Regions from separate parts of the Callithrix jacchus genome. Here region 2 is linked to region 1. The links are chromatin contacts, called in public Hi-C maps. All regions are on one chromosome and are shown on one strand. The core of a region is the stretch at or near the end of the contact, and the rest is flanking DNA. Distances in the headings are between cores, read along the strand shown.

What was found. Hi-C and Micro-C count contacts between places; a contact is called where the count stands out from the background.
Region 2: a contact with region 1 is called in a Hi-C map of induced pluripotent stem cells, with 5 times the contacts expected there. The contact joins the promoter of MEOX1 here to the enhancer-like site in region 1. A contact is called at or near these places in 3 of 3 Hi-C or Micro-C datasets (induced pluripotent stem cells and skeletal muscle).

The regions. Positions count from the first base shown.
Region 1 is chr5:70,453,169-70,455,868 of calJac240_pri, forward strand. No RefSeq gene overlaps it. Among named protein-coding and RNA genes, the nearest start is that of ETV4, 34 kb to the left of the region's middle. Within about 2 kb of position 1,328, at least 3 of the 16 cell types and tissues checked have an H3K27ac peak or open chromatin away from gene starts, as enhancers often do.
Region 2 is chr5:70,538,534-70,541,233 of calJac240_pri, forward strand. It overlaps MEOX1 (mesenchyme homeobox 1), which reads right to left and starts at 1,397. Exons shown (of 4, transcript XM_035299666.3): 1 at 1,346-1,397; 2 at 558-885. The coding sequence starts at 681.

The sequences.
Region 1 (2,700 bases), core at 78-2,577:
AAAGTCCCCTATGAATAGAACTTTCTTCGCACAAATTCCTCCCCTCCTGCAACTTCACCCCCTCCCCACTGCAGCTTCCCACGAGTTCCTTTCCAGAGCAGTCGCTTGCTGAATGGGTTGCTAGTGGAAATGTGGTTTTCAAATTTGGGAAATCTCCATTAAGTCCTTTTATTTAAGGAGGATGTCATTATCGCGCCTCCCTGAGGACTATTAGGGTTGTATTAGGCAAGGCCGCAGACTTCCTAGGTACTGTCTGGGGTCTGATTCCTGGGCAGGAAAATGCAAGACAGGAAGAAGGGGAGGGGGTCAGAGAGAACAGAGGCTGGGGCGGAGGAGGGGAAGGAAGAAAGGAGGAGAGAGAATGAAAAAGAATGTGGGAGGGAGGGAGGAAGCAACTAAGGGAGAGGCAGAGAGCCCCTCACTCCCCAGGCAGAGGAGACCCTCAGCCACCCGGCCACCCGATAGCTTAGAGGGTTTACAATGAAACTGGACTGCTGCTGGAACTGGCTTCTTTCATCACACACAGGGGCTCCTGGGAGGTTCTTTATGCCCTCCAGGTGCCAGCCCACCTTAGGGCCTCCAGGTTCAGATTCAGGAGGGGCCTCAGTGAGGGCTGGGAGGGAGGAAGAGGATGCCAGGGAGGGCGGTTCTGGAAACTGGGTCTGGGCTCAGTTGGCCGGAAGGGTGTTGGCTTTCCTGACCACTCTGATGAACGGAAGATTTTCCCATTCTCTGCTGCCCCCTCCAGGAGAGCTCCAGGAAAGCAGACCTTCTCTCTGTTCTATGTTCTCTCTGCTCCCAGTCAATAGAACAGTGCCAGACACATAGTAGGTGTTCCGTAAGTGTTTGTGGTGTGGATAATAAATAATAGAAGTGTAAACAATTCCACAGCTTCCCCATCCTCTCCCTTGCTGCATTCACAGCCAAGTCTTCTCACAGATGGACCTTCTCTCAGTTCTCAGCAAAGGCTGGTGACCTTTTGCACACACACACACACCCTGGGCAGGGTTTAGGGAGGGTCAGGAACCGCATGGCGAGCAGCTGACATTGGCTTGGCCAAATGAGAAAGGGAAAAATATATGCCCCTCCTGGGACCTTCTTGTTAGGGGGTTACCATCTGCAGGCTGCCTGCTGGAAGTGCTTTAGGCTCTGGGCGGGAGGACTGATCCTCTGTGACAAACATCCTGGCTGGGAAATCCCTGGTCCGAGGGGCCCTAAGGCCTGGGCGGCCTCCTTGCACGCCATCCTGCCCTCTTCAGACCTTCCCCTGGCTCCTGGGCCTAAGGCCAGGACCCCTCTCTCTGCCTCTGAGGGGCCCCTCTTGAGAGCTAACCCAGTGCCCCTAGGGCGTCCCCTCCCTCGGAGCTCCTGTGCTGAAGTGATTAATGAGGCAGGGACAAAGCCTTTCTTCCCAGCTGTGTCAACACGCCCCTGCCCTCGTGGCCCCGCTAGCTGCAGGTATGGGGAAGCAGCCCCCCACCCCCCACTGCCCTAGGCAATTGCCTCTTCCAGGCCTGTTTGCCCCTTATCTGGGCTCTCTTCGGGGGCCCTGGCCTCCCACTGGGCCATCGGCGTCTGAGGGTGATGATAATGATGATGATTTTATGATGCTTACAGCACTTGAGGTTTGCTGAGAGCACGGCTCTCCTTTTTCTCAGCTCCTCTTTCCAGCTGCCTGAGCCAGGGGATCAGGTGTGGCCATCTTTGGGTCACAGGGAGCAACTGGGCTACAGTTGCTGGTGCTGATACCACCTCCTCCGTGAAGCCTTCCCTGATCACCTCTGGCAGTCTTCGTGTCTGTCCCTCTTCTCCAGTCCTTTGTGTGTGAGGAGCTCATCTGTTCCCCTCACTGCTTCCTTAAGGGAGGAGATTCTCCTTCTCTGGGTATGCATCTTTGGACCTCACCCCTCTTTCCCCATACTTCCATTCTCAAGACAGCCTAGCACGGTGCTTGGCGCATGCTCTGTACTTTGATAAATACTGATTGAATGAACCAATGACCTGTAGATCTGGAATGATCTGGAATTCCACAGCATAGGTCTGTATTGTCTATGGTTCTGCAGACGGATTGCCTTGCGTTGGGTCTGGCTCAGACTGGCCCAGGACCACACACCCTGCCTGTGGCCCCAGGTGGTCTTTGTGGGCTTCCTAGTGGTTGCTGCCCAGGAAACCCCGTTGGGGAGGACGGTGACCTTGTGCCTCTGGGGAGTGGTGAGGGTGCAGTGGAGATTCAGAAAGCCGGAAGCAGCCACATGCTTTGTTGCTTTTCTTTTTTTAAAATGAACTTGCCAGGCGCGGTGGCTCACACCTATAATCCCAGCACTTTGGGAGGCTGAGGCAGGCGGATCACGAGGTCAAGAGATCGAGACCATCCTGGTCAACATGGTGAAACCCCGTCTCTACTAAAAACACAAAAAATTGGCTGGGCATGGTGGTGCACGCCTGTAGTCCCAGCTACTTGGGAGGCTGAGGCAGGAGAATTACTTGAACCCAGGAGGCGGAGGTTGCGGTGAGCCGAGATCCTGCCATTGCACTCCAGCCTGGGTAACAAGAGCGAAACTCCGTCTCAAAATAAATAAATAAATAAAATGAACTTTACATTTTAGAATAATGTTAGACTTACAGAAAGACTGCAATGATAGCACGCAGTTCTCAAATACCCTTTACCCAGTTTCCCCTCATGGTAACATATTACGAAAC
Region 2 (2,700 bases), core at 147-2,646, 85 kb after region 1:
CAGCCCTCCATCCCCTGCTCACCCCTTCACTCTCCCATCCCAATCCCAGGCCTACTTCTCTGCCTCTAGGCTCCTGGACACATAGAGTCCTGGCTTTGGGTGGCCACCCAGGGTCCCAGCTTCAGTCTTAGCTCCCAGAGCCTCAGTCTCAGCTGACTTCCTTGGTAAGTGAGGCCTGTGGCTCTAGGACCACTTGGGGCTGGCCAGAGCGTGGTGGGGAGGAATATGACTCAACAGCAGCCTGATTCAGGAAAGCCCCTCACCAGTCCCATCAGTCTGCATCCAGAGGATCCATTTCACATGTCCTCCAAATCCTTGCTGATCCTTTTTCATTGTCTTGCTGGGACATGTTTTCTGGGGCCCAGGAGTGCTGGGACACAGACACTGTCCCCATCACCAGAGAATCCTAGAACTCTCAGTGAAAGAAACCACTAGTCTCCTGCATTTAGATAGGCTAGACAGAAATTCATGGTGAGAGCACCTAGGCACAGAGAGGGTGAGTAATCTCCCCAAGGTCACACAGTAAAGGAACGATCAGCAGCTCCTGAGCCACCTACCTGAACTCTCCTTTCTCCGCCTGGATGACTTCTTCTCTGTCTCATTGGCAGTGCTCCCAAGCACCCCATAGTCCTCGCCTGGGCCTCCTGTGGTGTCCACCAGGCCCAGGCTGCTGGTCCCCATTTCCTTGGAACCCCCTGCCGGGCTTGAGTTGGGCCTGCGCCGGGCCTCTGAGACAGGGAAGTGCCAGTTGGGGGACTGTGGGAAAGCGGGGTGCTGCTCAGTGAAGATGTGCTCCTCCTGGGGCAGGCTGTGTGGGGTGGCCGCCAGGCAGGAGGCCGAGAAGTCGGGGTATGCTGCCGTCGCTGTCGCTGGGAAGTCTGGTTTCTGGTGGAAGGAGAACGGGGTTGGCGGGTAGTGGGGTAGCCCTGAGGCCCCATTGCCTTCTGAGTGGGGGTTTCGAAGGCAGCCCCAGACAGGGGCTGGGGGCTGGAGGCTCCTCATGCAGCTGCTGGCCACGGGATCCATCTGCTGTCCGCGGCACGCCTCAGTCCTTTCAAAGATTTGACTCTATACTTTTTACGTTCAGTTTTTTTTAAATGCAAAAGAAAAAAATAGGGAAAAATGTTTAGCAGAAAATTTACCCCAGGACCGAAAACAAAAACCTAAACCAAAGTCTCTCTTTAAAGGACACACACATGTGGCCAGATACTCCTATGCGTGTGCACACACCTATGTCGGGCTTCCTCCTGCCCCTCCGATGCACCAGCCTGCCTACTGGGGTCCCCTGTACGTGTATTTGTCGCCAATGACACTAAACATTTTCACTGTCCCAACCCAGACGCACCAGCTGATGAGGAGCTTGTCCTGGAGCCCGGAGCAAATGCCTGCAGAGGGCCGGACCAGGGCTGCTGGGACACACTTTTAAATCCTGCGGTGGGGAGAGAGTGACAAATTTCTGAAGTGAAATGTGAGAGAGGAGAGGGAGGGGTTAACCCGCACACAAAGATCCCCTCCAACCAAAACGCTAGCAGGCAACTATTAATCATCAGAAACCTTATATGCACATCTAATGGGATTTGCAGATGGAGACTTTTAAAGAAACATTGTATTTTTTTTTATTTTAAGGAAAGAGAGTAGCGTGCACACGCGCGCGCGCGCACACACACACACACATATACACACACGCCCCGTCTTTAATGTCCCTCCCATAACATTATGAAGTTATTTTTATTGCACTGTTAACGAAATTCCCCAAGTCTTGGATTTAGAAAAAGCCTTAAGTCAGATCCAGAATCCATCAAATGCCAAATTCCAGGGAGCAAAGCGAGGAATAAGTGCAAGAGGAAGCTTGGTGAATGCGTTTGGTTTAAACGCCCTTCTGCCTGCGAAAAAGGAAGGTAGATTAAAAGAAATCTTTTTTGCAAGTCTCAGCGGCCCACTATGGTCTCTAGAATAAAGAAAGGCTAGAAAAAAAAAAAGAATTTCTCTCTGCCCAGAGTGGCATTCTCACTTTCTCAGTAACTTAAAAAAACAATCAGATTCTTCCTTCCGCTCTTTAACCTCCAACTTACATGCCAATTAGCCACACTCTTCTCTAGAGAGATTTCAAGTCATTTTTCTTCATGGCAGTGGCAAGATTCTTAAATAAGGTCCATGAAGTTTCTTCGAGTCTCCTCCCACCTGCTCCCTGCCCCCTTCACCTCCACCCACCTGTTTCCCTTTCTCAACCTCCAGAGGCAGAGGCTTCTGAGGAATCTGGGGCTGGGAGATAGGAATCAGGGGCTCCTTGTTCCCCAAAGGTGCCTCTTTGGCAAGCAGGCACGTGGGTCTCCGGGCTGGTGCACATCGCAGGGCAGCCAGCCCAAGTGCCATCTCGATGCCCAATCAGTTTTTCTCATGGCTGTGCCCTGCTGGTCTCTCACAGGGTTAATGCAATTTCTTGGAGGATGACATTCCTAACACCCAGGGCCCAGAACTCCTTCCCACGGGTGATGTACGTGGTCCAGAGCAGCAGGATGGGGGCAGAACCAGGCATGGACCTCACAGCAGCATCTCTGCTGGCTGCTTCCAAAGACAACAGGGGCTCCCTGAGGAGGGGCCCCTGGGTCTTAGCTCTGCGGCGTGGAGATGGGGCCCTGGGGGAGTAGGTGCAGAAGATGCCCCTAGGAAGAGCGGAAAGGCACCCAGGGATGTGAAATA